Linked DNA regions of Sus scrofa: region 2 is linked to region 1. A link is a contact called in public Hi-C data. All regions are on one chromosome and are shown on one strand. Each heading gives the region's core, a stretch centred on a gene start, on an enhancer-like site or on the middle of the called end of the contact. The rest is flanking DNA. Distances are from core to core; before and after follow the strand shown. Region 1 holds the start of EIF3G (eukaryotic translation initiation factor 3 subunit G). Region 2 holds the start of DNMT1 (DNA methyltransferase 1).

Region 1 (5,479 bases), core at 203-2,702:
GTTGAAGGGGCCACTTGACTGCTTGATCATTTTGAATCAGGAAAGCTCTTCCATCGCTTCTCGGCCTTTTGGCTAAGATCAAGTGTAGGAAAGCTCTTCCCAAACAAGGAAGACTAGCTTTGGTTTCTTCAGCTGTAAAATGGAAATAATTTTCTCTCCACAGTTCTCGCAGAATTCAATAACTGAGCTTTATTGCTATTAATAACTTTTTTTTGTCTTTTTAGGGTCGCATCCACCACCATGCAACATACGGAGATTTTAGGGCCTAACCCACACCCGTGGCAAATGGAGTTTCCCAGGCTAGGGACTGAATCATGGCTGTAGCTGCTGGCCTACGCCACAGCCACAGTAACACAGGATCTGAGCCTCGTCTGTGACCTACACCACAGCTCAGAGCAACGCTGCATCCTTAACCCACTGATCAAGGCCAGGGATCAAACCTGCATCCTCATGGATTCTAGTCAGATTCATTTCCACTGAGCCATGATGGGAACTCCTGTTATTAATAACTTTAAATTTTTTAAAAGGTAAATGAATTAGAAAACTATATATAGAACTACCATATGACCCAGCAATCCAACTCTTGGGCACATATCCAGAGAAAACTGTCCTTGAAAAAGATACATGCGCCCATATGTTCATTGCAGCACTATTTGCAATAGCCAAGACTTGGAAACAACCTAGATGTCCATCGACAGATATGGATTAAGAAGATGTGGTATATATACACAATGGAATACTACTCGGCCATAAAAAAGAACAAAATAATGCCATTTGCAGCAACATGGATGGAACTAGAGACTCTCATACCAAGTGAAATAAGTCAGAAAGAGAAAGACACATACTCTACAATATCCCTTGTATCTGGAATCTAATATATGGCACAAATGAAAGTTTCCACAGAAAAGAAAATCATGGACATGGAGAACAGACTGGGGTTACCAAGGGGGAGGGGGAGGGAGTGGAATGTACTGGGAACTTGGAGTTAATAGATGCAATCTATTGCCTTTGGAATGGATAAGCAATGAGATTCTGCTGTACAGCACTGGGAACTATATCTAGTCACTTATGATGGAGCATGATAATGTGAGAAAAAAGAATGTATACATGTATGTGTGACTGGGTCACCTCGTTGTACAGTAGAAAATTGACATAACACTATAAACCAGCTATAATGGAAAAAATAAAAATCATTAATTAAAAAAAGAAGATAAATGAGTTCTTGCTGTGGTGTTGCTGGTTAAGGACCTGGACTTGCTACAGCTGTGACATTGGTCACAGCAGCGGCTGGGATTTGATACCTGACCGGGGAAACTTCCATACGCCACCCGCGGGGCCAAAAAAAAATGGTTAGAACTGCGCCTCTACTCAACTACCTAGTACCAGAGCCCAGCCTCTAATAAGCCAGCGCCTCTACCTCTGTCCACAGGGCGGCACTGTGGGCGCAGCGGCCGGGCTGCTCTAGGCGGCAGAACCGGAAGTCTCGTTCTCCCCACCTTCCGGTCTTTGGCCCAGGCTTGGGCTGCGTGGGGAAGGTTTTAGCTATGCCTACCGGAGACTTTGAGTGAGTATGAGGTCGTGGAGGGGGGCTTGGGAGGCAGATTGGGGGTCCTAGGGCGTATTATGGGGCTCGGGTGCCCCGAGGCCGTGGGATCCGGGCCTCGTCTCACCCAGCCTTCCCCCGCGGCAAACTTGTCCCCGCAGTTCGAAGCCCAGTTGGGCCGACCAGGTGGAGGAGGAGGGAGAGGACGGTGAGTTTGCCCTGTTGCCCAGGATCACCGCAGCCAGCCCCCAGCCCGTCACTGCCGCCTGCTCCAACCCCACCACCCCGACCCTGGCGCCGTTGTCTGACCCAGAATCTCCCTTCACGGCCAGCCCCTGCCCCGCGCCATCCTCATCAGGCCAGCCTGTATCTCCCATTACAGTTGTTCACCGGCCAGTCCCTCTTCCTCCCATGCCACCGTCAAAGTCCTTGGTACCAGCCTAGCTGCTCCCCTGCTCCGGGGAGGAAGTTGTCACAGCCTCTCTCCTGTCTTTGTACTAGCACGGGGATGCCTTTGGCCCGCCCCTGCCTTCATGCCTGGGATCCTCTATGCCGGGCATTGCTGGAAGTCACTACAGTCAGCTCCATGTCCCTGCACGACTCTCCCAGGACACTTCCTGGCTAGTCCCCTACCCTTGGTCCCACCTTTCTTAGCTCCCGGGAGGGGCATCATCCCAAAGGTCCCTCCATTTCAGCTTGGGAGCTCCCCCACCCCCCAGCTGACCCCAGCTCCCCACACTCCCTCTCACAGACAAATGTGTCACCAGCGAGCTCCTCAAGGGAATCCCTCTGGCCACCGGGGATACCAGCCCGGAGCCTGAACTACTACCGGGAGGTGAGTGACAACCTCCCCGCCATCCCTGGGTTGCCTCTTCCCCTGCAGAGTTCCTGCCTGGTCCCCAGTACCCAGGGCTCAGTTCCTCTGTCTCTCCCCCTCTCCCAGCTCCACTGCCACCTCCCAAGGAGGTCATCAATGGAAACATCAAGACAGTGACCGAGTACAAGATAGATGAGGACGGCAAGAAATTCAAGGTGAAGGTTGGGGGAGGAGGTAGATGCCCTTTGCTTGGGGGCTCTTGGACTAGGAGAAAGTGGTGTGTGCTGGGTGGGTTGATGAGGAAGATACCCTGGCCCAGGCCCTCGGAACCTTAAGGAGCAGGAAGCTCAAATTTCTCCCCTCTCCTACCCACAGATTGTCCGCACCTTCAGAATTGAGACTCGGAAGGCCTCAAAGGCTGTGGCAAGGAGGAAGGTAAGACCCTCCTCATCCTGTCTTGGGGCCTCCCCCAGGGCTGACTCAGAGAAAATAAGAATCCTTTTCCCCAGTGCCTGTATTTATTTGGCTATGCCCGGGGCATATGGAAGTTCCCGGTTTACGGGTTGAATCAGAGCTGCAGCTGCCAGCTTACACCACAGCTACAGCGACTCGTGATCGTAGCCACACCTGTGACCTAACCCACAGCTCAGGGCGATGCCGTGTCCTTAACCCACTGCGCAAGGCTGGGAATCGAAGCCATGGATACTGCTGAGCCATAATGGGAACTCCTTAACTGTACCAATTTTGTTGGAGCGGAACTGAGGCCTAAGGGTGTTTGCACTCTGTCGGGGTCCTGAAAAGCCCAGCATGTGCAGGAGTAGGGGGGGTTGTCCGCCAGCAGAAACAAAGCCAAGTCCTCCCCTGAGATGGTCGTAGCAGAAAAAGTCATGGCAGTAAATACATTTGGCACAATTACCTGTGCGCTTTCTCTGCGTTAGACCCAAGCTCTTTGCAGGAAGCGTTTTCCCATTCAGTTCCCCTGGAATTCCAGGGAGGTGGGGGTCCATTGGGGTCCCTTTTCCTGGAGGAGGCAGCTAGGGTTCAGATTGCTTAGCTAGCTCTGGGCCCCTGGAAGTCTGGGTGACCCCTACGCACCCTTGAGCATCACTCCCTGGTAGGAGCTGGTCCGCTACCTGCACCACCCCAGCAGGAGTTGTTGGCTGTGGAGGGGATTGTCCCTGAGCCTCAGTCCTCTAATCTGGAGCATGGAGCCTAGAGCTGCCCTTGCCTCTGGAACTGGTGTGAAGCTAGGGCCTGGCATGCGCTCAGGGAACAGGAACTGTCTTTGTCACTGCTCTGAGGGTCATTTGGGGGAGGCTGGAGAATGGGGTTCAAGGCCCTGGAGCAGACATTGTAAGTCTAGGGAGCCAGCAGAGGGGTCCTGCTTGGCCTTGCTCTGACTTGTCTCTCATCCCACCCTGAGCTCAGAACTGGAAGAAGTTTGGGAACTCAGAGTTCGACCCACCAGGGCCCAATGTGGCCACCACCACGGTCAGTGATGATGTGTCCATGACATTCATCACCAGCAAAGAGGTAAGTAGGCCAGGAGGCTGGGGCCAGTGGCCAGGGTGGTGGCGGCAGTGGCGGGGGGTGCGGCAGTCCCGTCTGAGCTGCCTCTGCCTGCCCTGCCAGGATCTGAACTGCCAGGAAGAGGAGGACCCAATGAACAAGCTCAAGGGCCAGAAGATCGTGTCCTGCCGAATCTGCAAGGGCGACCACTGGACCACCCGCTGCCCCTACAAGGACACACTGGGGCCCATGCAGAAGGAGCTGGCCGAGCAGCTGGGCCTGTCTACTGGCGAGAAGGAGAAGCTGCCTGGAGGTGCTGGGGCCTGGGGACTCGGGGGACAGGGATTGTGTTCACCTCCAGGAGAGTTGTAGGTTGTCACCTGCTGTCTGAACAGGGCCACCGCTGTTGGCAGTTGTCATCTCCCACACAACAGCAAGGCTGCAGCCACAGTCCATGCTTGTGTGTGTGTATGAGAGAGACTGGCGGTGGCTGCTGTGACTGCTGGCGATGTCCCCTGTCCTCTCCTCATTAGGGGCTGTGAGAGCGGCTCGTGTAGGCTTGCACATAATAAATACACTTTGCCTGCAGTGTCTGCATGCACACACCCAGGGCAGACTCACTCATGTGACTGTAAGTTTGAGTCTGGACAGCTCTACGCCCCTGACTTATGTGTGCGACTCATTTGTCACCTGCCGTGTGTGTGTTGGGGGACAGGGGGTGGAACCTGGGGACTGTCCCTATCCCGTGTACCTGTATTTGTGTTCCTATGTTGTGAGACTGGGTGTCACTGTGGGTTCTCACTTCTTGTGCTGCTGGCGGGTGTATAAATGACGTCGGCTTCCCGGATGTGACTTTTAAGTTGTGGCCCTCAGGCCTCGAAGGGCCCAACCGTGTGTGTGGTTTGACAGACGGCTCTTGGGCTGGATGGTGGCCAGAGCTGCCGGCATCCTGGGGCAGATGGGTCCCTCCATCTGTGCCGGGAGAGGCTTGACCCGACCTTGTTGTCCTCCAGAGCTGGAGCCTGTGCAGGCCACACAGAACAAGACGGGCAAGTACGTGCCTCCAAGCCTGCGGGACGGGGCCAGCCGCCGCGGGGAGTCCATGCAGCCCAACCGCAGAGGTGAGGGCACCCAGTTGCCGGGCCGGCGGGGGCGGGCACTTCCCTGTATCCTGTGATCATCCCACGGGCAGGCGCGGCCCCTCACAGACACCTCTCCTTGCCCACTCAGCCGATGACAATGCCACCATCCGTGTCACCAACCTGTCTGAGGACACTCGTGAGACCGACCTGCAGGAGCTCTTCCGGCCCTTTGGCTCCATCTCCCGCATCTACCTAGCCAAGGACAAGACCACTGGCCAGTCCAAGGTGGGCTGGTGGCCATGGGGATGGGGAGGGATCCTTGGTCCTGTCTGTGCCCCATGTGCCCCTGACTCCACCCCCTCCTCCAGGGCTTTGCCTTCATTAGCTTCCACCGCCGTGAGGATGCCGCCCGTGCTATTGCTGGGGTGTCTGGCTTCGGTTATGACCACCTCATCCTCAACGTCGAGTGGGCCAAGTAAGACCCCTGCCCCTCCCCCCACACAGCGTCACTGCTGACACTCAGGCTGG
Region 2 (5,806 bases), core at 3,006-5,505, 59 kb before region 1:
CTTGGCAAGGGGATGACAAAGAGAATCTACCTGAAAGGGAGACTCCAGTAAATGCAGCTGCTCTCCTGTGAGCTGAGGCTCCTGAATGGGAGATCTGTTCATCTGTCTCCCCTCCTTCTCCTATCCTGTCCTCCCCTTTCCCAAAGGTGGGTTAGGGGCCCGGATCCTGATGCCAGCTTCTGACAGGTTTATGGGGCCTGAGCCTCCATCTGGTGAGACTGTTCTCTACCTGCCATCCCTTTTCTGCCCTTTCTCCTTAGTCCAGTTTCCCCCAGTGTTGTCTCTAGACCTCCTAGGGGGCCCAAGAGCTGGCCACACTGGGGTCACTCTTGCACATTCAGGCTCTGGAGCTAGACACCTGGATCCATGGTCTCCACTGCTTACTGAGCCTATGGTTGTGGGTAAGCAGCCTCTGAGCCAGACTTTTTTAAATCTTTTTTTGTTTTTTTCTTTTTTGGCCACCCCAAGGCATATGGAGTTCCCATGGCCAGGGGTCAGATCTGAGCCACAGTTGCAACTTAAGCTGCAGCTTGGCAATACTAGATCCTTAACCCACTGTGCTGGGCCAGGAATTGAACCTGTGTCCCAGCACTCAAGATGCTGCTGATCCTGTTGTGCCACAGTGGGAACTCCAGAGCCAAACTCCTCTGAAATAAATATCCTAGGCCATGCAAAATACAGGTCCTGATACCTCCCTTTATGGTGGTTAATGATTCAATTAAATAACTCTTAAAAGAACCTGAGACAGTAAGCACAGAAGTGCTGATTAACTATTGATAGCTTTTTTATTCCTAATATATCAGTTCTCTGGGATCCTGCTTTGGGTTGGTAACCCATAGCAACCAGAGGGCCTGAGGTCCACTTCTGGCCAGAAACTCTTCACCAGCTGTTGCAGGAAACAAGTTTGTGTGTCACTTGTAAATTGTGTAATACAGAAATGTAAATTTTTATTTTTTGCTTTTTAGGCCTGCACTTGCAGCATATGGAAGTTCCCAGGCTAAGGGTTGAATCGGAGCCATAGCTGCCAGCCTACGTCAAAGCCACAGCAGATCCGAGCTGCGTCTGCAACCTACACCACAGCTCATGGCAACGCTGGATCCTTAACCCACCAAGCAAGGCCAGGGATGGAACCTGCGTCCTCATGGATGCTAGTCAGATTCATTTCTGCTGAGCCATGATACGAACTCCAAAAAATGTAGATACCATAACTTGGAACTCCATTTCTGATGCTTTTTTAAATTGAAGTGTAGTCAATTTCCAATGTTGTATTAATTTCTGCTGTCCTGCAAAGTATCTCAGCTATACATGTTTTTTCATTTTTTTCCATATGGTTTACCACAGGATAATGAATAGCATTCCCTGTGCTATACAGTAGGACCTTGTTGTTTGCCCATTCTAAATGTAATAGTTTTCATCTACTAACCCCAAATTCCCTGTCCATCCCTCCCCCACCCCCTGATGTTTTTTGGTGGTATTCTGGCAGAGTTGCTTTTTAATTTTATTAACGTATAGTTGATCTACAATGTTGTGTCAATTTATGCTATACAGCAAAGTGACCCAGTCATACATATATACATTCTTTTTCTCATTATCTGCTATCATGTTCTATCACAAGTGATTGGATATAGTTCCCTGCGCTGTACAGCAGAACCTTGCTTATCCATTCTTAATGTAATAGTTTGCGTCTACTAACCCCAAACTCCCAGCGCATCACTCCTCCAGCCCCCTGATGCTTTTTTGTTGTTGTGGCAGATAGTTTTTTGTTTTTAAACTCAGCCCTAACTTATTAATGGTTTGTTTCTTTACTGTAGTAAGAAACACAGAGCATTTACCATCTCAACCATTATTGTACAGTACAGTAGTATTAACTGCATACATGTCCTTGTGCAGCAGAGCTTGAACATGATTTCATTGTGTAAAACTGAAACTCTGTTCCTATGGAACAACTCCCCGCTCCCCCTCCCCCTAGTCCCTGGTCCCCCCCATTGCTCTTTCTCTAAGAGGTGACTAAATTAGATACCTCGAATAAGTGTGATTTTCCCCCCCGCCCCAGCATTTGTCTTTTTGTGCCTGGCTTATTTCGCTTAGCATAATGACCTCAAGTTTCATCCAGGTTGGCGCAAAAGGACAGGGTTTCTTTTTAAAGCTGAATAATCCAGTGTATGTATATGCTGCATTTTCTTTATTACTTCACCTATCCAGGGACATCTGGGTTGCTTTCATCTCTTGGCTATTGTGCATAAAGCCACTGTGTAGACTGGTGTACAAATAATCTCTTTAAGATCCTATTTTCTATTCTCTTGACTATATATTCAGAACTGGGATTTCTGCATCATATGATAATTCTATTTTTAGTTCTTTGAGGAACCTCCACACTTCTACCGCTGCTGCACTACTCTTAAATCCCCACCAGCAGGGCACATGGGTTCTAATCTTCGCGTCCTTGTCAATCCCTTTTGTTTTTGACAGAGGCTACCCTAATGATGTCAGGTGACCTCATTGTGGTTTTGATTTGCATTTCCCTGATTAGTCATGTTGAACATCTTTTCATGTGCTTATTGTCCATCTGTATCTTTATGGAACTGCTTATTCAAATCCTTTGCCAGTTTTTTAAAATCAAGTTGTCTTTGTCGAGTTGTAGGAGCTCTTGATGTAGTCTGGATATTAAGCCCTGATCAGATGCATGGTTTGTAGACATTTTTCTCCCATACTATGGGTTGCCTTTCCACTTTTGATTCACTTGCTGTGCATAAGTTCACTTAAAGGTAGTCCCATTTGTCTGTTAGCTTTTGTGGCCTGTGCTTTGGGGTCATTGTCAAGCCCAGTATCCTGAAGCTGCCCCTTCTCCTCCCACATTTTCTTCTAGGAGTTCCATAGTTTTAGGTCTAGGTTTAGGTCTTTACTCCATTTTGAGTTAACTTTTAAAAAAATATAAGTATAATTGATTTACAGTGTTAATTTATGCTGTACAGGAAAGTGATTTCAGGTATATATTATACTTTCTTTTTTTTTTTTTTTTTTTTTTTTTTTTTTTTGCCTTTTTGCCTTTTTGCCTTTTTGCCTTTTCTAGGGCTGCTCCCGCGGCATATGGAGGTTCCCAGGTTAGGAGTCTAATCAGAGCTGTAACCACCGGCCTATGCCAGAACCACAGCGATGCAGGATCCAAGCCGCATCTGTGACCTACACCACAGTTCACGGCAATGCCGGATCCTTAACCCACGGAGCAAGGCCAGGGATCAAACCCGAAACCTCATGGTTCCTAGTCGGATTCGTTAACCACTGAGCCACGACAGGAACTCCTTTTTTTTTTTTTTTCTTCTTAAACCAAGGCTGCAGCATGTGTAACTTCCTGGGCCAGGGACCTGGGCACTGCAGTGGCAAAGCCAGATCCTTAACCTGCTGCACCACAAAGAAACTCCTATACATTCTTGTTTTCCATTCTTTGCCATTAGGGTTTATCACAGGATGTTGAATATAGTTCCCTGTACTATAGACTAAGACCTTGTTTATCCACAGGTAGCAGTTTGCATCTGCTGACCTCAAACTCCCATTGAGTTAACTGTTTTACCTAAGGTGTAAGTTAAGGGTCCAATTTTATTCTCTTGCATGTAGATATCTGATTTGCTTAGCACTACTTTTTTAAATGGCGGCACCAGCTGAACCTGTGCCTCCACCAGACACTGGAGCCGCTGTAGTGGGAACTCCCTCTCAGCACCATTTGTTGAAGAGACTATCCGTTTTAAGCACCCTGGGCTGTGGCAGTGGCCCAAATTTCCCTGCCCTGTGGGATCTTTGGTGCCAGCTATTTTGTGCATCCTCAATATTTTCTGGAGTGTTATTAGAGCCTTTTCACAGACATAAGGAAACTAGGGCTGGATCCAAATGACCTGCCCAAGGTTGTTATCGTGAGCAAATAGGTGTAGGTTGGAACTGAGTAATTGAACTCTAGAGCCCACACACGGAAATCCCATGGGGATACTCCTCATTTTATCCCTAGCTTGTGGGAAAGAATGAATGAATGTCTCAGGCAAGGCTCCCAGCAAACAGAAGCTTGGACCAGCCCACTTCTCCGCGCGGGGGTGCGCGCCCGCCTCGCGCATGCGCAGCCCCTGCGCACAACCAGCTCCACTGAGTCGGCCCGCACGTGGTACGGCCTCTCTCAGTGTGGTACGTCCCGCCTTCCCCCACGCCTGGGCCGGGATGGTACGCGCTGCCTCCGCTCGCCGCCCCTCCCCATCGGTTTCCGCGCGAAAAGCCAGGGCTGCCTGTGCTGCTGCTGTCTCTGCTGCACCTTCCAAGATGCCTGCCCGTACCGCCCCAGCGCGGGTGGCCGCTTTGGCCTCCCGGGCGTTCTCACTGCCTGACGATGTCCGCAGGCGGTAGGTGCCGCGGGGGACTGCGAACGTGGGAGGGTGGCAAGGCGGTGGGGGTGGGGGAGTTGCTTCCCCTCGGGGTAGCCCGTGGCCGCTGACAGACGGGCGCGCATGCGTGGGATGGCGCGGCGCGCGGCGGCAGTTGGCGCGGGCAGGGTGGCACTTCCGGTCGCGCGCGCCCTTGGCCGTTTGGCGCCAAAATGGGCCGAGGCCCCTCACGGCTCCCTGATGACTAGGAATTTGGGGTCTCTTCTGATCTCAAAGTAGACCAAGCTTTGGGTTTGCCGTGGGGAACCCCCTTTCCTGAGTAGCCACGGGCCCGGCCCCTGCCGCCAGCCTGGTCGCGCAGGAAGTGGGCAACCCGCGGCCTCAGGATACCCCTCAGGCCCAGCACTTCGGCCTCCACTTCCGGTGCCCGGTCTGCTGGGGGGTGGGGGTGGTCGGGCCATCCAGGTCCCTGGGGGCATTTGGGGGGGCCCCCCTCAGCGCCCCTACACTACGCATCCTGATGGCAGCCTCCAGAGACCGACGTCGCCGGTTGGGTCCCGGGCGCGGCCGGCTCAGGTTTGCGAGCCCTGTCTTCCCCGGGGGGCTCCCTCCATCACCCCACACAGTTAGGGAAGTAGCATCCTAGAAGGAATTCTGACCATGCAGTGAGAGTCGGGCTTGGGCAGAGTGAAAGCGGAGTGGTTTCTGCTAGTAAATCTGTGCCTGTGAGCTGTGGGCAATAAGGAAGCCTTGCCAGGGAGAACCGACCAGTTTCGTGTGTGTAGGGGGAGTGAGACGGCAACACTTAATATATGGACCCTGCTACAGCTATTCGGTGCACATGGATGGGCCGAAAGACCGTTGAGCCCCGGCTTCATGTTCCTGAAGGGCATCAATTTCACTCCTGAAACTTGCAGATCTCACTTGGAGCCCTAGTCTCAGGATCCTTGACCAGCCCCAAACACTTCCCAACCAGATTTGTGAAACCTGATTTTGCCATTCCCACCCCCATCCCGTGCTTGTTTCCCATAGTTGTGCCAGGCCAGTTCTGATTTGGGCTTTGGGGGTGGGAAGAGTAGGTGTTGGGAGAATTTGGCTCTCCCTTTCAAGTGTCAGGCCACTTCTTGATGTGTTTGTGGGAGAAGGTGAGCGCCACGTCTTACTCTCCGCCATCTTTTTTTCTTTCTTTTTGCCTTTTCTAGGGCTGCACTCTCAGCATATGGAGGTTCCCAGGCTAGGGGTCTAATCAGAGCTGTTGCTGCTGGCCTGTGCCAGAGCCACAGCAATGTGGGAACCGAGCCACGTCTGTGACCTACACCACAGTTCATGGCAACGCCAGATCCTTAACCCACTGAGCAAGGCTAGGGATCAAACCCGCAACCTCATGGTTCCTAGTCGGGTTCATTAACCACTGAGCCACGATGGGAACGCCTCCTCTGCCATCT

What was found. A called contact is a pair of places that touch in the nucleus more often than the background predicts.
Region 2: a Hi-C map of alveolar macrophages shows a contact between it and region 1, with 2.4 times the contacts expected there. The contact joins the promoter of DNMT1 here to the promoter of EIF3G in region 1. A contact is called at or near these places in 5 of 47 Hi-C or Micro-C datasets (alveolar macrophages, embryonic fibroblasts and undifferentiated spermatogonia) and 1 of 2 datasets of contacts at active chromatin or transcription factors (alveolar macrophages).

The regions. Positions count from the first base shown.
Region 1 is chr2:68,966,621-68,972,099 of Sscrofa11.1, reverse strand. EIF3G (eukaryotic translation initiation factor 3 subunit G) reads left to right here and starts at 1,452. Exons shown (of 11, transcript XM_021083783.1): 1 at 1,452-1,564; 2 at 1,705-1,751; 3 at 2,295-2,378; 4 at 2,487-2,575; 5 at 2,736-2,795; 6 at 3,789-3,893; 7 at 3,993-4,182; 8 at 4,883-4,990; 9 at 5,100-5,236; 10 at 5,320-5,426. The coding sequence starts at 1,545.
Region 2 is chr2:69,028,128-69,033,933 of Sscrofa11.1, reverse strand. DNMT1 (DNA methyltransferase 1) reads left to right here and starts at 4,255. Exons shown (of 40, transcript NM_001032355.1): 1 at 4,255-4,379. The coding sequence starts at 4,300.